Linked DNA regions of Mus musculus: regions 2, 3 and 4 are each linked to region 1. The links are chromatin contacts, called in public promoter capture Hi-C maps. All regions are on one chromosome and are shown on one strand. The core of a region is the stretch at or near the end of the contact, and the rest is flanking DNA. Distances in the headings are between cores, read along the strand shown. Region 1 holds the start of Snrpb (small nuclear ribonucleoprotein B). Region 2 holds the start of Ddrgk1 (DDRGK domain containing 1). Region 3 holds the start of Pdyn (prodynorphin). Region 4 has its middle 41 kb from the start of Pdyn.

What was found. Promoter capture Hi-C pulls out the DNA fragments that hold promoters and counts their contacts. Capture Hi-C pulls out chosen DNA fragments and counts their contacts.
Region 2: a promoter capture Hi-C map of adipose tissue shows a contact between it and region 1. The contact joins the promoter of Ddrgk1 here to the promoter of Snrpb in region 1. A contact is called at or near these places in 1 of 39 promoter capture datasets (erythroid cells), 1 of 484 Hi-C or Micro-C datasets (CD4 T cells), 2 of 115 datasets of contacts at active chromatin or transcription factors (effector CD8 T cells and memory CD8 T cells) and 1 of 9 other capture datasets (adipose tissue).
Region 3: a contact with region 1 is called in a promoter capture Hi-C map of embryonic stem cells, with 2.4 times the contacts expected there. The contact joins the promoter of Pdyn here to the promoter of Snrpb in region 1. A contact is called at or near these places in 9 of 39 promoter capture datasets (the 3T3-L1 cell line, the HPC-7 cell line, cranial neural crest and 5 more), 3 of 484 Hi-C or Micro-C datasets (gonadal supporting cells, tail fibroblasts and uterus), 19 of 115 datasets of contacts at active chromatin or transcription factors (the 230-238 cell line, SST interneurons, acute myeloid leukemia and 8 more) and 2 of 9 other capture datasets (adipose tissue and embryonic stem cells).
Region 4: a promoter capture Hi-C map of hippocampal neurons shows a contact between it and region 1, with 4 times the contacts expected there. The contact joins the enhancer-like site here to the promoter of Snrpb in region 1. A contact is called at or near these places in 3 of 39 promoter capture datasets (the HPC-7 cell line, embryonic stem cells and hippocampal neurons) and 4 of 115 datasets of contacts at active chromatin or transcription factors (bone marrow-derived macrophages, embryonic forebrain and embryonic stem cells).

The regions. Positions count from the first base shown.
Region 1 is chr2:130,176,273-130,181,723 of GRCm38.p6, forward strand. It overlaps Snrpb (small nuclear ribonucleoprotein B), which reads right to left and starts at 3,092. Exons shown (of 7, transcript NM_009225.2): 1 at 2,962-3,092; 2 at 743-894. The coding sequence starts at 2,964.
Region 2 is chr2:130,660,510-130,665,960 of GRCm38.p6, forward strand. Ddrgk1 (DDRGK domain containing 1) reads right to left here and starts at 4,136. Exons shown (of 9, transcript NM_029832.2): 1 at 3,966-4,136; 2 at 2,839-3,045; 3 at 1,568-1,680; 4 at 1,228-1,329. The coding sequence starts at 4,056. It also overlaps a transcript of Itpa not described here.
Region 3 is chr2:129,696,682-129,702,132 of GRCm38.p6, forward strand. It overlaps Pdyn (prodynorphin), which reads right to left and starts at 3,257. Exons shown (of 4, transcript NM_018863.4): 1 at 3,027-3,257; 2 at 1,755-1,814.
Region 4 is chr2:129,737,941-129,743,391 of GRCm38.p6, forward strand. No RefSeq gene overlaps it. Among named protein-coding and RNA genes, the nearest start is that of Pdyn, 41 kb to the left of the region's middle. Within about 2 kb of position 2,836, at least 7 of the 459 cell types and tissues checked have an H3K27ac peak or open chromatin away from gene starts, as enhancers often do. A contact at or near this core is called in hippocampal neurons, where this site is marked.

The sequences.
Region 1 (5,451 bases), core at 1,842-4,341:
CCTACCAGGCACTCAGAAATCTCTGCATTTTTATTCTATACTTGATCTTGGGCCACAAAAGAAAACAATCTCAAAAAGAACTTAAGGGAATTCAGTCAGTCCATAATATGAATGCTGCATAGGACAAGAGTGTCATATGACAAGGCTCACCATCTTGCTGAGCCTCAAGATGTCCTGAATATATAAAACAGGACTGAAATAGACCACTTTGTTTAAGGGCCTGAGTTAGCTTGTAACTTACAGAATTGCAGCAAACCAGAAAATATCTCCATTTTTTAATTTTATTTTTTTTATTTTTTAGAAAATGTCAACAAAAATGACTGGCCCCAAACCCACATGGGGAGCAGAGCACTTACCCTGAAGAGGGTCAGAGGCTTCTTAAAGCAGTTTCAGACCAGGCCGCATTAGGAGAGCCCTGTAGGCTACAGCTTTACAAATAGGTAATGAGGCCAGAAAATCAAGCTCTCCCCCCTCACACACCTGTGGGGAGAACATGAGAGCCCTTTACCCCAGTACCCAGGGGCATGCAAATCAGAGTAATTAAAAGCCTAGCAGCCCTCCTCACCTCTTCCACTTTGCTAGACTCAGAGAGCAAGGTTTGCTGGACGAAGGAAGATATGTCTTGGTGGCCAACGGTCCCATTTAAATCAAAAGCAGGAGAGCAAGAGCACTAGCATGTGGCCCGCCCATCCCATCCACTTCCTCCTCAGTTCCTTCTCCCGCCCAACAGCCCTCTCCTTACTTGATCTTCCTGAACTCATCACAGTCACACAGGATCAAGTTCATGTGCTTGTCAAAGGCTTTGAAGGTCCCGATGAAGATGCGGCCGTCCTGCAGGATGCACCTCATCCTGTAGTCAATGTGCTGCAGCATCTTGCTGCTCTTGCCCACCGTCTGTGAGGAGAACAGGCATCAGGGAGGCTCAGCTCTTCTGCACTCTCTCACTTCTGGCCCTCCCCCAAGTCTTCCACCAGACTAATCTCTCAACAATTTCCAACTGTCTTCCACACAGTCTTTACCTGAGACTCTTCCTATCGCCCAGCTTCAGCCTAGACTTCTGCCAGGTAACCTGCTAGTCTCCCTTCCCTTAAAAAAGTCATCTTCCTCAGACTATAGTGGCTTTGCTTATGTTGTGTCTGTCTCGGGGGACTGTAAGTGTCCACAAATTAACCAAATCCACCCATACTAAATGGCAGACTCAGAGCTATGAACATATAAATCCATCAAAACAACTAAGAACTGGAATTTGACTGGCACCAAAAACCCACTTAAGGAAAAGTGTATTACCAGAAAGTGAATCAAGTCTGAAGCAAGAATGGAGTCCTCAAACCAAGCACTGGTTAGCATGCCTCCAGGGCTTGGTGTAATAGGGTTAACTTTACTGGGCTAGTGTTAATTAGTTTGGATACTTAATACTGATATATAACTTGTTATCCTTAATTTTTAATTAAGGCAACAACAGTTTCTATCCTGGCTTCCAATATAGCTTTGCAAAAATAAAGGGGGAGCCTCTACACATCCCAAGGTAAACAGAAGTACCTGTCTCTCTCAGAAACATGCCCCCCCACCCGCATCTAACTGGCGTTATGCCACCCCCAACCACCCAAGTATCATCTCTGCCAGGAACTGCAAGTGCTGTTCACTCCCGTAAGCATTACCCCATCCTAACCTAAAGATCCAGATTGTGTTTTCTGCTTAATCCCCTTACATAACTGTTCACGGGGATCAGCATACATCGGTCCCTTTGCCTAGTAACAGCTAATATACCTTATTGGATACTCCCTGTATATCCAGGCCCTTGAAAGGGATTGTGTATTTCATTTGATCCTCAAAATTGGACCCAGTGTCATTCATTTTTACTGGTAAAATAGGCTACTCCGGCTGAAGATTATGTAAGGACTTGCCTCAGTCAACTCTTGGAAAAAAAGAAAAAAGAAAAGCAATATCCTGTTTGAGCACCTCGGGTTTCTTCAGCCACGCAACTAGAGTAATCTTTTGGAGAGATTCGAGGTATTTATTACATGTGGTCTGTAGCCAAAACTAAATAAAATTAGGATTTTGAGTACAGAAATTATAACAAACTGAGATTTCAAGCAAAGACCACTTTCCCTGGCTGACCTTTAAGAACTTAAGTTCATTAAGCCTGGGAAAAATCTTGCAGCGATCGTTCACTACCAACAGGATAAAGCAAGACTGGGCCTTCAGCAACCAGACTCCTGGAAAGTTCGTGCCATCGACTGCTTTGCTCTCTCAGTTTTCCAGATTGCTAACCCTCCCTCCCATGGGGGAGCCGGGTGCCCCGAAACAATCATTTGGGAGTCACCTCCTGGAGAAAACGTTCTCGTTCCTCCCACTGCCGTTACTTTTGCCTAACGCTGAGCTACCACTGCGATATTAGTTATATTGTAGCTATATTAGGACTGCCTGGCCAGAAACTGGCCCAAGTGAAGACAGAACTTACTTTAGGGTGCAGCCCCGGCGCCCGACACAGCCCAACATCAAAATACGAGAAGCAAGGTCGCGCGCGCTCTGCTGGCAAACCCTCTCCTCCAGCCTCCCGCTCCCTCCGCTGCTCGACTCCGGTTTCGGGCCGTGACCTCCGCTACTCCTCCGCCTCGCCCGGCGCTGCCCGGTCGGCCCGAGGCCTGCGCCAGCTCCAAAAGCCCGGGCACACACTGACGCCCAAGTTTAAAGCTACGGAGGCCGCGGGGCCGAAACCGCCGTGGCTCCGGGACACGACGTTTGACGGCCGCGCATCGGCCTCTGTACCCCGGTCGGCCTTCCCCTCTACCCGGTCGCAGCCTCACGGCAAGTCCAGGCCTTTGGCGCTGGGATGAAGCGGCTTCCACCCCGACCTCCTCCGCCACGGGCGGCTCGGCTCGGCTCCAGCCCACGGACGCCGCCAGCTACCGCCCCGTTCCGCACCCCCGAGCGCCCTACAGCCAGCCCGCGCCTTCTCACCATGGTGGCGGCTCGGATGGCTCAGATTCCCGCCGGATTCTCTGCCACAGAGGCCTAGTCGCCAGCCAGCCAGCCGCTGGATTCCCGCCGCCGCCGCTAACGGAAATGCTGCCTGCAAAATGCCGCCGCTAGTGAAGCTACTTCCGGTCCGGCCTCGGACCTGGAGTTCCGGTCTCTGGAACGCAATTAGGGGGCGGAGCATTAGCATCAGCTGACGGATTGTGTGGTGGTTTTGTTTTGTTTTGTTTTGTTTTGGGTGGATTTTTCCCCCCCTTTGTTGATTTTATTGGAGTTTTCCTCCTCGTTTTGTTTTGCTTTAGACCGGGTCTCACTGGGTCTTGAGCTTCGGATCCTCCTACCCACCGCGTTCTTAGTACCAGATGCTGGCGTACACCATACTTGGGCGGCAAACATCCTTGGAGGACAGACACCTCCCCAGCTAAAGTCTCCGCTGGAGTGCTTGGTTTACACGCCGATGTCCCAGACCCCACTCCCATCCAGTTCTCACCCAGCGCTCTTGTGAACTCACTCTAGGAAGCCACTTCTCTAGCTTCTCTCTATGTTCTTCCCTCTTTGCATTTGCTTTTGTCTCACCAGGAGCGCTAGACTCGCAGGTATATGCACACCCTCATGCCCTTACCTCCAGGATTTAAACAGAAATGACAGTCCTGGTGAGGACTTTCCTGACCATTCTTTCTAGGAAAAAAAAAAAAAAATGCAACTTTCTCAGGCTCTTCGCGCTTCCTTTTTGCTTGTTTTCAAATATTGATTGCTATCTGACATACTAAACCGTAGTCCCCTTATTATTGGAAGGGCATGCCTTCCCAGACTCGGAGTAACTCCCCAAGTCACAATATGCTAATTTTTTTTCTACATAAGCACGCTTACGATATGCATATCCTTTTCACTTAACGCAAGTGTATTTTGGCACCCTTGAATTGACTTTAAAAACCGGGATTTAAGCAAGACAAATTTTGGGTCGAAGTTTGGATTGATGTCCCCTTCCCGCCTCTCGGAGTCCGGCCTGGCTACAGGAGGTGGCTACTTCAGTCTCTATATCCCCCTCTGGTAGGAATCTCAGCTAGAGTCACCTCCATAGGTATCCTCCCCAGCCCCAGGCTCCAGCTAGCCACCAGAGAAAAACCCCAACTCCTCCCCACCACATCACACCCCCACCCCCACCCATTCCCTTCCTCACCCCTTCCTCCCCTACCCAGTTCCCTCTGTCCATCCACCTCCAATGACTATTTAGTTTCCCATCTGAATGAGATTGGAATCCCCCTTGGGACCAACAGTGGTATGGGATGGAGGCAATGGTGGGGGCGGGGGGGGGGATTTGTAAGGGCGGGATTTGGGAATAGAAGAGGGAGCAAGGGCTATGATCCAGATATAAAGTGAATAAAAGAAAATTATTGAAAAAACAAAACAACAAAAACAAAAACGGGATTTAGTCAGGCAGTGGTGGCCTTTAACACCAGCACTCAGGAGGCAGAGACAGGCTGATCACTGTGAGTTCGAGGCCAGCCTGCTCTACAGAGCTAGTTCCAGGACAGCCAGAGCTACACAGAGAAAACCTATCTTGAAAAACAAAAACAAAACGAAACGAAAACAAAAAGATAACAGGAACTACCTGAACACCAGTGCTGCAGTGTAGGCCCGCCAGTGCAGTGAGATCCTATGAGTACTGAGTGGGTAGCACACACAGCGTGGACACCTGCATGGACACCTTCCCCAAGGGCTGATCTCTGGTTAAGGCCAAGACATAGCATTCTTCCTGCTACTCAAAACAGTGCATGACACAGAACATTAGTTGCTTATTTCTGGAATTTTCATTTAGTATTTTCAAACTGATAGACCAAAGGTACCTGAAACTTGGATAAGAGAGTACTGTATATATTTTTAAGTTATTTTATTGCCCCACTAGCATGTAAGCTCCGATACATTATGGATTTTTCTTTGTAAACTGTTTATTATTTAGAATACTGCTTAGCATAAAGGGCTTAGTAAGTGTTTGTTTAATGAATTAATGAATTAATCTCATTTGGCTCCATTACTCTTTAATCCTTGCCTATATGCCTAGAACTTTCTAATTTATTCCTCTGACCTTGGTTTTTTGTTTTTGTTTTTTTTCTAACTTTTGGTCTTTTATATAAAATCACTTGCTTAATAGCTGCCCAGCAGATAGGCTAAATTTAACATGTTGAAAACTGAATTCTTGGCCTTATTACTCCTCCCTTCCCATCTCAGAAGTTTTGTCAAGTTACGAAAACAAGGAATGGTGCTAAGACTTTGGTACATTGGGTAGATTGTGTAGAACACGCAAAGCCCTGGGTTCGATCCCCAGCACTGTATAAACTGGGCCTGGTAAGCTATGCCTACCATCCTAGCACTCAGACAGTGAGATGGGTACACAAGGAGTTGGAAACCAGGCTGGGCTCCTCAGGCTCCTGTCTCAAAACAAACAAACAAACAAACAACAGAACAGAACAA
Region 2 (5,451 bases), core at 2,886-5,385, 490 kb after region 1:
TAGGATTTTTGCCTACCAAGTTCTGGGTTCAATTCCTATCTAAGCCAGGCATGTGAATAAAGTGTGCCACTTAATTTAAGGATGTGCTATTATTCTTGTGAGAAATATACCAATACATGAAAAACTAAAACAGGGAGAAAGCCAGAACAAAGGAGGTATATTAGGCATGACCGTTACTCAAAGGTGAAGAACTTTCTCTGTCATGCCCTTCACTGACATTCCTACAGTGTGCATGGCCAGGCTTCCTCCAGACATACAGAGTTCTGGAACAAGCCAACCAGACGCCCTTGTGCTTTATGCATACTACAGGTTTGCACTTTCCCCTTTCTTAGAAACCAGGTTCTAGAATAATCTGGCAAATAAGAATTCATTAATCATCTTTCAATGGTGGCTCCAGTTCTCCTATGCTAGGCCCGAACGCATTCACTGTCTCCTAAGACTGCGGACAATCTCAGGGTCCTCAGGGTCCGGGACTGCTGGACTTCTCTATCGACTTTGTTCCTCGTTGCTTTCTCAGTTCCAGACACTCTGACCCTGTTCAAATGTCTGGGTACCCGTAGCTCATGCTCACAAGAATCCCCAGCTCTGGGCTGGAAGGAGCTCAGCACTTAAGAGCATTGGTCGCTCTTCTAGAGGACCTGGGTTCCAATCTGGAACCCAATGGTGGCTCACAGCTATTTGTAATTCCAGTCTTCTGGCCTCTATAGGCACCAGGGATATTCACAGTGTACAGACATACATGCAAGCAAAATACCCATACACGTAAAAGGCTTTGTTTTGGTTTTTTGGAGACAGGATCTCTCTACATAGCCCTGGCCATCCTGGAACTTAAGAGATTGGCCTGTCTCTGACTCCCAAAGTATAAAAACCCTGTACCATCATACCCAGCTCCTTTTTTCAACCCCCCACCCCATACACATAAAATTGAGGGGGTGTGTGTGTGAAAGAGACTCTCAGGTCAAAGCCATGCTCTTTCGGCAGGTGATGTTCTGAGGCAGGCCCTTGTGCTGGGTCCATGGTCAATCCTTAGTTTTGAAGACAGGAGTTAGCTAGTTAGTCCAGGTTGTCCTCCTGCCTCAGCTTCTCAAGTGATTATAGGTAGGAGTGGGATTATAGGTAGGAGTCACCACCATACCCAGTACCATGGCCTATCCTGTAGGATGGAGACATTTGGGAGCAAGGTTAGATACTAATGGGCCAGGCAACAGGGTCCAGGGTCAATCTTACCTTCTGTTCTTCCTTCAGGCGAAGCCGTTCCTCTTCCTTCTTCCATTCGGCCTCACGTTGGGACTCTAGGCGTTTCCGTTCTTCACGTTCAGCCTCCTCTGCCTAGAGAGAGATTTCTATAGCACATTTCCTCTTCCTCTAGCTAGTTTTCTCACCCCCCACAGAGGCCAAAGAAAGCCACTGCCTGGGCCAGGACAAGGGCTAAGACTGCAGGCCACAAAGCCAGGGAGACAGCAAACACCAGCAGAGCGTAAAAGGAACCCCAAGGGCAGTCTGTCATGGGAACTAGAGATTGGTTCTTTTCCTACCCCTTGGAGCTATTCCCCAACCTCTTGCTTGCCTCTCGCTGAGCCTTTCGAGCCTGTTTTTCCTCTAGCTTCCGTAGTTTCTTGGCTCCAATTTTCCCTGTTGGGTGAACTTCTGCTGGCTTCTCAATGCCTTCTTCCTCCTGGGCTGAGTATGATCAGACAAAGACAATCTGAGTCCTAGACAGAGAAGACTCACCCCCGCCCCTTGTGACTTTCTTTAAGGGATAGGGTAGGGGTGGTTTCTACCTACCTCTGCTTTCCAGAAGCATCTACCATATATGTGCATACACATACCAGTGTAAGAACAAACACATTATGTACTTGGGGGGTGGTGGTGGTGGTGGAAGGCCACACACAGGGACAAAGGAGACTTAGATACTGCACAGCTGTAAGATGTCAATACCTGAATGTTTGAGACTCATATGTACCTGCAGAAGTCCCTAATTTCTGTCTCTGTGCCAAACCTCCAAGGAAGTTTATTCCTGCATAAATCCAACGTCCTGTATGTTCTAGTCAGGAACTGATGAGTGTCTCAGACTCCTTCAACCTTACCTACAACCTCCCAAAGGAGCTTTATCTTTAAAATAAAGGATGCTTTATCGTAACAGAGCCAGACAGAAAAAAATAACCCTAACCTCAGGACTACTCCAGGGCCAGCTGAAAATAACTGATACGCTGATGCCTGGGCCTCAGAGTATAGGACCCAAATCTGAGACAGGACGGACGGTGAAGAGAGGGTCTCTTTGTTGCGGCTGGGTGCTGCTTTTGAAACGGCTATATAAGCATGGCTGGCCTGAAACTTCCCATGCTCCTGCCTCTGTTTTCTGAGTGCAGGAGTTATAAGCATGCACACATACCCACTGAAGGTCTCTTTTTAAGACAAAGGGGCTAATAATCCCAAGGAGTCAAAGCCAAAGCCCAATTTCCCCTAAATTCTCTTCTTCCTACCAAGCCAGACTTCAAGTACTAGAGAAGACACATTCTTTCCCACAACCATGCGGATTTTGTAAGACTCCAAGTGTCTGCTGTGTGGATGTAAATATCAGCTGAAATGTCTCTATTTCTAAGCACTTATTCTAGGGTTACAGCTAATTGCACTGAACCAAGATGAAGGAAGTGACGCCCAATAGAACAGGGATTGAGTTAAGAAATGCTGACTTCAAGGACCAAAGCCCAGGCCCAAGACTCCAGTCCTACCACTAAATGTCCTTCCTCCACTGGCTTCATGCTCCTTGTGTGTCTCTAGCTTGGGAGACTTCCGAACGCCTTTAATCCAGCCCTCCCCCAGGCTGGGCCCTCTTACCTGGAATAACAGTTTGACCCACATTCTCATCCCCGTCTTCCCAGGCCACTCGCTGGGCTCGACGCTGGGCCTGTAGACGGCTGCCCAAGTCCCTCCGACGCCGGGGTCTGCTTCCAGTTCTCTGTTCTTCAGACTCCTGGGGCAAAGAGCGGCCTACCTGGCCTGCTCCTGCCCTCTCTTCCTCATTGTGCAGTGGTTCTCCGTCAGCTTTTGGGAGGGAGGAATCATAACACTGTCAAGCAGCCCATCTTCAAGAGAGTGAAGCACAGGATCTTGGGAGTCTCATCCCCCTGCTGAACCACCTCAGACTATTGCTGCCCACAGCACCAAGTCCCAACTTAGGTTTGTCAAGGCCTTTTTTGTACGCACACTTTGGCCTGATGCTCACTTCTCATTTCCTACCTCCTTTGATATCTTCATCTTGAACAGGCGACCTGTGAGGATACTCTCACCCTGAGGTTTACAGATCTCGCTCCATGCCCGCTGCAAGATTACATTTACTTCTTGCTATGTTATGATTTTATAGGGTACGCCAACCAGAGACTACATGTCACAGTCGAGGCTGAATCGTCCCTCCCTGGAAGACTTGTTGGCAATCAGCTTTACCTCAGCTTCTGTCTCTTCTGCCCGTGGGACACAGAGGTGCTCTGAGGTGGCTTATGGGGTCAGGCATCAGAGAGATATATAGAAACTCCTACACTTACGTGAAATGTTAGTAAGGGGGACTGTCAGGTTGTCAGTGCCAGGCCACTTCTAACCCTGGTGGAGGCGAGGCAAAGCAGCATGGGTGCCCTCTTTGGCGGGAGATGCATTCAGTTTCCTAAGGCTGCTTAGCCCTCCTACTCCTAGTAAGCGGAACACACTGGGCAGGATTAGAAAACCGGCAGCCTCTCCTATTGGTGCAGAGTAGAAAGGCAGGCTTGGTTCCTAGGTTGCATCCCCAGCTCTGGGCTCCGCGCTAATTCCGAGTGTGTCCTAAGGCGCGTGCGCAAAGCTCGGGCCAGCGCACAAGCTCCTCGTAAGCACAGGAAAGCTCGTCAGTGCATGCGCACGAGTCGAGGGCCTACCAAAGCCCAGGAACTCTGAAAAACGGATTCCTCCAGCCCTGGGACGGCGGCACCTCCTACCTGCTGCCGCCCGACCCCGGCTGCGAGTCAGGAAGAGGATCAGGCCGATGAGCAAAACTGCCGCCACCAGATACACCCAGGGCCCCACCATGACGACAGACAGCCGGGCAGCGCAGCCAGCGCGCCTGCGGGATCCGGATCGCCAGGCCCCGCCCACTACCGTCCGCCCTGCCCAGCCGCTCGCTGAGCTCCGCCCCCACCCTGGGCTTGACCTGGGCCTCAGTTAACTGAAGAGTCCCTGATGCCACATTTGCTTGCCATCCCAGTGCTCGGGAAGTGGAGACTCGGAGACCAACATTTCAAGGTCGTCTCTGGCTATATGGCAACATGGAGGTCGTCTGCATTTAATGACGCTGACTGCTCTTCCAGTGGGCCAGGGTTCAGTTCGCAGCACCCACATAGTGGCTTACAACCTTCTATTACTTCAATTCCAGGGGACCCAAAACCCTCTTCAGACCCTCTCGAGTGTCAGGCACGCAGGTTATACACAGATATGCATACCTGCGAAACACTCATACACGTCAAATAAGTGTTTAAGAAAAAAAGAAAGAAAAAGGAAGAAAATAGTGGGGCGAGTAAGTAGGGGACTAAGCTGGGGTTGTAGATTAGTAGTAGAGCACTCATGGCCAAGGCCCTTAGTTTAATTTGGAGCACTGAAAAATGCAACGTGTGTACGAATATCTTATTAATACTGCAAGTTAGGCATCCATTGTATTACTTTCTGTAAATGTGGAATGTTTTGTAATTTGTTTCTCAATGTTGATAAACCTAAGGCCTTCCAGGCGTCAGGCAAGCGCTGTTACGGTAAGCTTTATCTCTAGCACCTACGTTCTTTCCGTATATTTGGAGATTTAGATCCATGTTCGGCTGAAGGTTGAGGCTTTGCTGGAATTTTATCGCAGCTGCCCCCCACCTTTAGTTGTTTGGTTTTGTTCTGAGACAGGGTATCTGGTAGCCTAGGCTGGCCTTGGACTTGGTGTATAGTAGATGGTGACTTTAAACTGATCCTTTGCTTCTGCCTCATAAGTGCCTGGATTATATGGGAGTACAGGTGTGCACCCTGATGTCCAGACGCTCCTCCATCTTTTGAGGATGGGTTGTTTTGTTTTAGTTCTTTGAGCTCTCATTATATGGCCCTGCCTGGCCTAGAACTCAATATGTACACAAGGCTGGCCACAAACTTAGAGGGATCTGCTTGCCTCTTCCTTGGTTATAATTAAAGGCATGTGGCACCACAGACCTGCCTGGCTCCTGAATTATTATTATTTTTTTTCCGAGACAGGGTTTCTCTGTGTAGCCCTGGCTGTCCTGGAACTCACTCTGTAGACCAGGCTGACCTCGAACTCAGAAATCCACCTGCCTCTGCCTCCCAAGTGCTGGGATTAAAGGCGTGTGCCACCACACCTGGCTGGCTTCTTAACAAATGTTATTTTATATGTGATATATATATATATATATATATGTATATTAATTACCTGGCCTATAT
Region 3 (5,451 bases), core at 2,007-4,506, 480 kb before region 1:
TTGAGATACGATCACGAATAGAGCGCAGGCCATAAGTTTGCAGTGTGGCTTGGGTCCTGAGCAGAAAATGAGCCAATCTATTGTTCAGCAAGCATCAAAGTATGGACATAAGAGCGGGTCTTACCGAAAGGTCATTACATTTGCTGTGCAGAGAGACAGACAGAAGCACAGTCCTGTTGTCTCAGCCGCCATGGTCAGGGTCTCTGTGATAACATTAGCTGCAGTTTTAAAGGAATGTTTCTCCTGTAGGATTTGTAAGGAATCCCTTCCCTTATTGTCATTTGAACAGTTATAGGATAAGGAGAATGGCAAAAGGAAAATGAGAGGGCAGGGAGAGAGATGAACAGTCAGAAGAAAGGGACAAGGGGCAAGGTGGGGGCAGAGTCAGTGTGGATGCTGGGCAAGTGGGTGAATGGAAAAGAGAAGGGAGGGGCAAAGAAGACAATGCCAATGTGGTGTCCTGCTCCCTCCCCGCACTGCCCCTTGAGCTACATAATAACTGCTCGGTAAACCTTTATCAAGTTAAATAGAATAAGACTGGGGGCAAAGGCAGTTGAAGCCGCTGCAGACACCTTACTCTCCGGCAAGTGTGTCTGCAGCTAGTGGCTAAGCATCCTGGTCAGTGGGCATCTGGGGGTAGGGTGAGGGGGAAACTCCTGAGCAGGTCACCGGCCTCATAGATATGACCACTGAGCCCCTGTGGGAGTATGGAGTGGGATCCGGGCTGAGCTGCAAAGGACTCAGTTGATGTTACAATCTCCCCTAGTGTGGTCTGCTGTGTGTTGTCTTAGCACCTTGTCAGACCTCATAAGATCTGCCAATCACTTATCAGCCAAGAGGAGCAAACTGCTGAAGAGAGATTGTCTGCTGACCACACCTTCTCAGAGATGCTCTGAAACCAAACCAGCAACTGCAGACCCCTCGGAGAATGAGGGAGAGATCTGATAAATGGAAACGTTGTGCCAGGATAACTGGAGGTGGGGTGGGATGTCAGGGAGGGACGTCATTGCTCAGGGGTGGGTGGGGGTGGGGAGCGGCAGATGAAGCAATGGCGTCATCTGTAGGAGTGGGGAGAGGAACACTGGTCCCAGAAATATTTGACTTTTGTCAGGTTTCCCCGGAAGAGCGCGCAGCAGGATGGAATGGGATGACTGACGATGCCTTATAAGAGAGGGGAGGGCTTCATTTTGAAGCCAACCATTTTGAGTCATCAGAGAGGTAGCCATAATAGCATTTACTGAGTGCCTACCAAATGCCAGGCGCATACAGCCTCCCATAGGAGTCTTGTAGTGACATAGGGAAAGGACATTATTATTATCTTCATTATATTGGTGAGGAGATTACGGCTGAAAAAGGAAAAGCAGTCGTTACAAAGTTACACGCAGCAAATAATGGAAGACCATTGGGTTTGAACTCAGCACAGGCTCAGGAGGGGTCACACACACTTAGGCAATACATGGAAAATTCTTGAGGTAAAGCTCCGGAAGTCCTGAGAGTTATCACACCCTTCCACGTGTCTTCTCAAACAGCCCTGACCCAACCGCTTGAGTAGCCTACGGTGTCAAAACAGTGGATCCTACCACACAGCATCCGTGGACCCATTGTGACACCGCACTCCCATCTGCCAGCTACTCCTGGAGACAAGAGGAGTCACCTGCCACCCATCACACTTAGCACAATGAGGACAAAGCAGTGGGCTCAGGATTATGCCAATACACACGCACACACATGCACACACAACACACATAACTCACCCTGCTGGGGCTGCTTCAAGAGCTCCCCCACGCAGATCTCAAAGCCTGGGGATGAATGACCTGTAAAAACAGAACAAAAGATAAAGTGGGGTGGTATGGGAGCACTGGTGAGGTGAGCAGAGGAGGAGGGTGAGCAGAGCGTAGGCATGAAACCCCCATGACTAGGAACAGAAAAGGACTGACATTCTGAGAGGTTTTGCAACAGATCTTGACAGCAACGCCTGTCAGGTTAGAAAGATATCAGTGTGTATTTCACCAACCCTTGGCAGAAGGGTGATAATGAAGGTTTGCTCTCTGTGGGAGGGTACTCGAAACCAGATCCAATAACCTAAAGAGCTCGGAGGCTTTATTAAGGGATACTTGTAAATCTTGAGAGGTTCTCAGAAAACACACACACACACAGGGAAAAGTGACAAGACACAGAATTTACTGTTCAATCATGGAGGTGACTACAGTCGCCGTCTCTGAAGCTCGCCAGCTTTTTGCTGATGTCAAACTTTGGGGTTCTACAGCACTTTCTTTAAACATGAGCATTGCTATCAGAGAGCGGGTGACTTTCCTCAAAAGAGCCTCCACCAGCCTAACTTAGCTGCCTCCAGCGGTAGCGTGACTGTGATTTACAGGAAAGCAACAAGTCCTTTCACAGTGAAATTGACATGGGAAGTCCCCCTCAGACTGGGTATCCAGCCGAGCTCTTGCTTTCCTTTCTAGTTCCCTTTCAACCAAACAACCCCAGACTTCATTCTGAGTGAAATCAAAGGAAGCCACTCAAATCAGCACCTTGTCAGAGATTAAACGTGATTCAAAAAGAGTGAAAAAGGACGGCACTTATTTATGCATTGATGGTGCAGATCGGTACTTGGCAAATGCCGAGTCCTGAACCTCATTAACGTTCCCAACCTGTGTAAGCTAAGTCCAGTGAGAACGTTGACCTTTAAGATCATGCTAATTAGTGAAACCTCTCAGTTTTCCACTCAGGCTACCACCTTCTCCTCAGATCCTGAAAACTAGTGTGGGGACTGCTGTGTGGCAGAGGCGAAGCCCCGCTAGCACCTGTGGGCGCCAGGACTGTTCAGGGCATGGTTTCCAGAGGACAGGCAGCTCTTTGGACTCTCTGAGCTTCTGTAAGCTCACCTTGAAACTATGATTTCCCTGTGCTGAGTAACCAGACCCAAACCTAACTTCCCCCGTCCAAGCTCCCACCGGCGCCCCTGCATAGCACCAGGAGCACATGCATAAAGCCAGAGAGCCTGAGCGCCCTGCGGATCTTACCTGCTTACTGCTTTGTCCCTGGCAGGCTTCTGGCTGATCAGGTGGTAGGGTGGCCGATCCAAGATTCAGAAGGTACCCTGACTCTAGCTCAGAGAAGTGCCACAGAGGAAGCGACGAGGGCTACCAAATCCCCCTATGGCAGTTCTGGAGCCTTATTCCCCTTTTATAGATGAGAGTCTCCCCCTGTCGCTCAGCCCTCTCAGCGCTCGCTCACAGAGCACAGGCTGCCAGGAGCCAATGGGGGAGTGGCAGAGCAGTCAACGCTCAGACCCCCGGGTCCTTCCACTCAACTCCCTGGGCCCGAGTGAGACACAATAGCTGCTCCTGGTGATGTGGGTGTGGAGGAGGATGCTTTCGCGAAGCCCGGGGGTGGATTCTGGTGTAGCGCTGTTTGTCACTTTCAATGCGGCCACTTTTCAGCATCTCCAGGAGAGTGTCACAGGAAAACAGAGACAAAGGTGGGGGAAAGGCAGAGATAGGAGGAGACAGAGAGAGGCGCAGAGAGTCCAATAGAAAGGCAAAAAAAAGTTGAGAATCAGAGAATGGAAACAGAGAGAGGCATGTCTGAAGCACAAGGAAGCCTAGGCAAAGTAAGAGGAAAAGAGAAAGAGCCACAGCCACAGAGGCTATCAAAGATCAGGAGAAAAAGAGGAACAGGGGGTCGGAGGAGGAGGAATGCAAGAAACAAAGGCTGTCTCAAAATATAGGGAACCAAAGGATATGCTGAAGTGTTCAAAGCAGAGGTCTTGGTTATAGAAGAGGAACATTCAGCTCCATGTTGGCAGGGACACACACACACACACACACACACACACACACACACACACACACTAGCATGCATATGAGTGTACATTTGCCTGAGAGTGCCAGGTGACTTGGGCACCTGTCTGAGTTGATGCCAGACACTGCCTTTCCTCAACCAGAGGCTGCCGTTCAATATTCAGTTTTCTCTGGCAGCCCCTGGTTCTCACAAACAAGGATGGCTGCAAACACCTCCCAGAATACCCATGTCTCTGAGTTTGGAAGGAAACATGCTTGTCTCTGTAGTCAGCTGCAGAGATGTTCACCTTGTGGGGGGGGGGGGATAGCAGAGGCTGGCTGGGCAGTCCGTGTCATGAACACCTGGGTTGCACCAGGCAGTGAGCAAAGACATCAACTTTAATCCTCACATTCTGGCCAGGCGCAGAGGCAGAGGCTGGAGAGCTTAGAAACTGGACACAGAACACAGCAAGTCATCACCCAGACCTAGATGGATCTGGTCCTTCCCATCATCTACTGGACAAACGCCCACTCTGAGGACTTGGTTCTACAGTGTCTGTGACTTGATCTGTTTACCTGAACAAGGTCGATGACAGCTACAGCTAGTAGTAACATTGGATGTGTCAGCTTGGTCTCTGCCTCTGCCACCCATCTGTGCAGAGCCCTAAGTCAAGTGAGTGGGTTCAGCCTCAATCTGCTTATCTGTAGAATGGGGGAAAGAACCCCACTGGGATCTTGGCATAGTGAAAGGAGGAAATGCCAAAAGCAATTGCCATAGCTGGCATGTGGCCAGGACTTCCCTACAGCTGTCCTCCAGGTAATGGTGATTACGTCATCAGGCTCTGATGTACCAGCCACACTTTGTACTTCTCTGGGGCATCATCCTCTTCCTGCCGCTGGATCATTGCGTGCTCTCATACAACTAGGGTGACAGACAGGGCTATTTGGTGAGTACCTGGTTCATCACAGACGTTGTCACTTGTTTCACCATATCCTCCCCTTAGACAAGCAATGCTGTGGAGAGTTTGTCAGCCTGCAGCTTTGCATGATTAAGCTGTGGAGTGTGGTGTAGTACCAGCCAAGCAGGGAGAGTGGAACTTTCCATGTCCCTCTGGCCTTGACTCCAGGCCCCCGGCCCTCTCTCATCTCTACCCTAAGCTTTCCTTCTGCAGGATTCCCAGCCCAAGGTGAATGCTTGCTGGTGTTGTACGGCATTTGGTGGCTGTGTCTCAGGCTGTCTGCCTACTTGCTGAGTCGGAGCTCCTGAGCATCTCCCTAGTCACTGTTACCCAGGGCTCTCACAACCTGAGAGTGAACTGTGTCTTCATCCTCAAGGTCCCAGGCTCATGCCATTCACTCCCATTTTCCTTAATTCCCTTGTCTTTTAAGTTCTACCTCCATAAGCTCTTGCCAATAACCTTGGAATAGATGGATTCTGTAAGAGACAAGGTGGAGTCACTCCTGTAGCTGCTGGAAGTCAGCAGGCAATAGGGAGAGAAGTAAAAATACGACATCATGAGAAGAGTGCAGTGAGGCAGAGATGCTTGGTGTTGAGTAGCCTTCACCTGAGTCTAATGGAGCCTCAAAAGCAAATACTTCAGGCATTTATTTTTCCTCTCTATTTGCAATGTCCTCTAAACACACATGTGTGCTTGTGCAGCACACA
Region 4 (5,451 bases), core at 1,586-4,085, 440 kb before region 1:
GCTAGAAGATAGATGTTAATTGCTACAAATAGGATAATAGCTTCTAAATACTAAGCATTAGGAATGAGTACTATAATTCAGTTCTTATTATAGGCCAGGGTCTGTGCTTTACAAGGACCGGTGCCGACTATCCTCACAAAACTCCCCAGACCATTCATCTCACACCGCATCAGAGCAGCAGGAGGTCTGCAAGCAACTTGGTGAGTAACTGGCAGAATTGGAACTCAGAGAAGGAAAGCCAAAGTGTTTCCTATTACCTTTGTCAAACCTCTGAATTCTACCTCATTCTTCACAGAAACAGCTCATGACATCACCTACAAATCAGGGAGTACCTCTCAGAGGAGATTCTTATGCTAAATCTTTCAGGTCAAGAAAGGGAACAGTGTCTGATGCAGAAGTACATTACCAGAACTGGGGACACTGAGACAGGAAGATCACCAGCCACGGAAGGCTGGCCTTGTCTATACAGGAGGGCCCTCTGCAGGGTGAGTCTGGTCTAAATAGGGAAGTCTCCTGCTGGGTGAGAAATGGGAGAAGACTTCTAAGCATAAAGAGCCCTAGCACTAGATGGAGTATTTAAGTAGAGATAAAGACAAGGCTGGGTCTTTAGGTTCAGAGCAAGTCGTGGAAGGCTCGAGTATTCCACATGGAATAATTAATAAAAATATTAACCGTGATGTTTATAGTATTTCATCTAATCCTCTCCAGTGTGGAAAGTAGATGCAGCTTGGCTTGGTTGTATATATGGAGCATCTTACTGGAGATGATCAGCAAATAATTGCAGAGCCAAAACTTGAGCCCAAGTCGCTTTGGCTAGAGAGTCAGCTACCCTCCCCTGAGTGAACTTCAGTTTCCTACAATATACAAGATTTTTTTTCTTCATCTGTCAAATAGGAAGCTGGGCAAATCTTGTAAACATGGAAATAACTTGGCAAAATGTATGTTATCAGCATTCCCACTCTCAGATGGTTATGGAATGGAAGTGGAGATACACAAGATTGGTCTCTTCTGAGATAAGTCACTTCTCAACTCCCACATTCCTGAAGAATCCAAGACATTTGATTTGCTAACGTTAGGCAAGACTTAGTCCTCAGTGAGCCGGGTTCCTCCAGTGAAGTCAGAATAGTCCGGGCATCCAGATCTGTAAGATCTTGAAGACCAATGATATGTGAGGGAATATCTCGGGAGTTGGGGGGGGGGGGTGTAAAGTGGTTACATTCTTCTTCTTTCTTCTCCTCCTTCTCCTCCTCCTCTTCCTCCTCCTCCTCCTCCTCTTCCTCCTCTTCTTCCTCCTCCTCTTCCTCCTCCTCCTCCTCCTCCTCCTCCTCCTCCTTCTTCTTCTTCTTCTTCTCCTTTTATTAATTTTCTTTATTTACATTTCAAATGCTATCCTGAAAGTTCCCTATACCCTCCCCCCACCCTGCTCCCCTACCCACCCACTCCTACTTCTTGGCCCTGGTATTCCCATGTACTGGGGCATATAAAGATTGCAATACCAAAGGGCCTCTCTTCCCAGTGATGGTCGACTAGGCCATCTTCTGCTACATATGCAGCTAGAGACAGGAGCTCTGGGGGTACTGGTTAGTTCATATTGTCATTAAGTGGTAACATTTTAACTGTGTGTGCTCAGTTATGCATGTCCATGTATGTGTGCTGTGCACGGAGATGCATTTGCCCTCTTGGCCACATTTGGAGACCAGATGTTGATGCTACAACGTCTTTCTCTCTTTCATCTTATATTTTGGGTGCACTGATTCTCTCAGTGAACCCAGAGCTCACTATTTCAGCCTGGCTGGCCTCCTGGATCTGCCTGCCTGCTGGGGTACAGATGTCCACTGTAGCATACAGCTTTTACATGGGTCCCCGGGACCCAAACACAGATCCTCAGGTTTACACAGAAGCTACTCTACCCACTGAGCTAAACCCATAACACACATTTGAAGTTTTTATTAAGAACATTCATTCAAAACTTCTTAAAACTTGACGGCTACTGAGAGTGGGAGAGAGTCAGTTTTGTTTAAGGGAGTCACCGCTGGTAGGTTGACCATGCTCCAGTAGAAGGCCATACTTTCTAGAATGTTCAGATAGTACAAGTTGTACTTGATGGGTGTGGTGGTTTGAATATGCTTGGCCAAGGGAGTGGCACTATTAGGAGATATGGCCTTGTTGGAGGAAGTGTCATTGTAGGGGTGGAATTTGTGACCCTGCCATGCTCTTGCTTTGATGATAATGGAATGAATCTCTGAACCTATAAGCCAGCTCCAATTAAATGACCTTTATAAGAGCTTCCTTGGTCAGGGTGTCTCTTCACAGCAATGAAGATATTAAGACAATGGGTTTAAAAGCAAGAGGACACAGGGTTAGGTAGGAAAGGAGGGAATCTGGGAGGAGTTGGGAGAAGACAGTGACTACGATCAAAATACATTTATAAAATACTCAAAGAAGTAATAAAACACAAAAATTCTAAACTGTTCCAAATGCAGCTAAGACTGGAGCAATAGTCTCTTCACATACTGTGAGAATTACAACTTTGAAAAACAATTTTACAATTTCCATTTGAAGTTAGAAATACTCTCACCATCTGTGATAGTTCATTTTGTTGCCAACCTGACAGGGTCTAAAATCACCTAGGAGATGAACCTCTGTGTAGGTCTGTCAGGGCATTTCCAAGGAGGTTTAACTGGGGCACCAATACTCTCCTTAAACGTAGGCAGCACTGGCCAACTGACTGGGGGTCAGGTGAACAACAATAAGGAAGAGCCACTGTGGTCCCAAACACTGGTGGGCAGATGCTGAAGAGGCGGTGGGGGAGAATCATGAGGCCAATCTGGGCTACACCATTTTAGGAAAAGAAAAGTCGGTCCAGCATAATCAACCTCTCTAGGCTTCTGACTGTGAATACAATGTAACTGTCTGCCTCCCACTCCTGCCACCATGCTTTTCCTGCAGTGATGGACTCTGGCTAGAAGCTGTGAACAAAACCAAATCCTTTCTTCTTTAAGTTGTTTGTGTCTAGTATTTTGTCACAGCTTCAAACAAACAAACAAAAAGCAAGTAATACACTATCCAGCCCAGCAATTGATTTTTTTTTTCTTCAAGATGAGGTTTCTTTTCATAGTCCTGGCTGTCCAGGACTCACTCTGTAGACCTGGCTGGTCTCGAACTCAGAGATCTACTAGCCTCTGCTTCCTGAGTGCTGCTATTAAAGGTGTGTACCACCACTACCCATCCAATAACTGATTTCTAAGAATTACTCAAGTGAAATGCAAACATGTATTCACATATCACACATACACATATGTGTACTACAGGTGATTGTTTGTAGCAGCTTCCAGAAACTTGGAAGTAAGTCAGGCATTGACTAAGGATCAACAAACTGCCCATTAGCTCAGTGGGATTCTACTTAGCAACAAGAGAAGCAAACAGCACAGAAAACAACCTGGACAAAGAGAGTAGGATTCATCTGCTGAATGCATGAGGTCAACTGTAAAGCACTCACAATTGTAAAGAGATATTCACTATGTAATTCTATTGTGTGTGATATTTTTGAAAGGCTAAAACTTTGTGAGTAGAAAATAGACCCGTGATTGTCAGGAGCTAGAAATGGAAAGAAGCACTGGCTGCAGAGTTTCCAGGGGAACCTTAGGTATATCAGAGCCCTGTTAACTCTTGATTCTGATAGTGGTTCTATGACTGTGTGCTTGGCAAAATTCACAGAACTGTACACCAAAAAAAAGTGAACTTTCTGTAAATAAATTATATCTTTAAAATGACAACAGTTCTGCTACCCAGAGGAGAATTAGTTGGACTAGAGGACAACTCCATCCAAGCCCTTTGTTAGTAAGGGACAAGATGGTAGCCAGGCAGGGTGGGGCATGCCTTTAATCCCAGCAATTGAGAGGCAAATGCTGGAAGATCTCTGCAAGTCGAGAACAGGATGATCTACATAGCAAGTTCTAAGTCAACCATAAAGACATATTAACATATGTGTTTTGTCAGGACAGAGAGACAGACAGGAGTGCACGCATACACACTTACCCACACACCCACCCACCCAGAGAGAGAGAGAGAGAGAGAGAGAGAGAGAGAGAGAGAGAGAGAGAGAGAGAGAGAATCATAACTGAGATGATAATAATGCTGATCTTATGACTCCTGTTCTGGGTCTCACTGCACAGGATCTACTGCCTGTCTTCGAGATACAAGTAAAAGCGGAAAGTGAGGCCGTAGGCAGATTTGGAAGCTATTTCGCAGAAACTGAGATACAGGAAATGCGTTGCAGCACAGGCTGTCACCTCGTAGGCTCACAGTTACATTTATAGGTGGACAGCTTTCAAATTTGTATGTCTGCAATTTCTGCCAATTGCAATAGCTATGACCTTGTATCTTTCTCAAGGGAAAGAGGACAGGGACATTAGCTGAGTGAACAGAGGCATCCCCAAAGGAATAGAAATTAATCCGTCCACAATCTAGGAGCAGCTAAGATATGAGTCGAGTCCCAAGTAACATTTGCAAAGAGGCAACCAGCCTACCCCATCTCTGTAGGTAAGGGAGCACGTGCCTCTGAGAACTCGTTGGGCTGGATGACACCTCCCTCTGCCTGACCTTCTCATCCCTATATTTAGAAATTCAGAAGACAGCCGTGAATCATGGCTAACTCTCTGGTCTAATTATTTCCTTGGGTGATGTCACCTTCGTATCTCGAAGACAGGCAGTAGGTCCCTTGCAGTGAGACCCAGAACGGGAGTCATAAGACCAGCATCATCATCTCAGCTACGATTCTGTGACCCAGGGGGTGATAGCTTTCGTATGCCGGATTTTAACTTCTTTATTGGGAAAATAAGGAAGTTGATTTGTTAGAGATTCATTCAACTTTAAATTAAGTGTCCTTTGCTTAGAAGGTTTTCATTTATCTACCCTAATCTTGAAATACATGGCTTCAAATGAAATTTTTCTGAAAGGACAACAGAGACAGCCAACAGATTAGGAAATTGCCATGAAGGGAAGAGAGGTATGAGGGCCTGGGCTTTGCTAGACAGTGGCCTTCTATTTGACCTTGGAGACTGATTAGTCTGTCTCCAAGCTTCCCACTGGCCAGGGCTAAGAGGCAACTAAAGGTTGTTGAATGAACAAGGAAGAAAATGGTATACTCTAATACAGTAGGCACTACCTACGTGAGACAATTACGTTCTGGAAATGTGGCAAGCGTGACTGGATACTAAAAATACAATTGCTCACTTAATTGTATTGAATACAAACCGGAATGGCCATGGGAGGCTGGGGGGAGTGTTGTACTGGACCAAACCGCTCAGATTACGATAATTCAGTGTTTGCTCAGTGTGTCAGTCACTACTTTATTGCCTCTCAGATGCAAATTTATCCTTTCCCAGACAGCTGTGTACTAGCACCACTGGGCCTCATAATTACTGCCATTTCGCCAACTGATAAAATCTA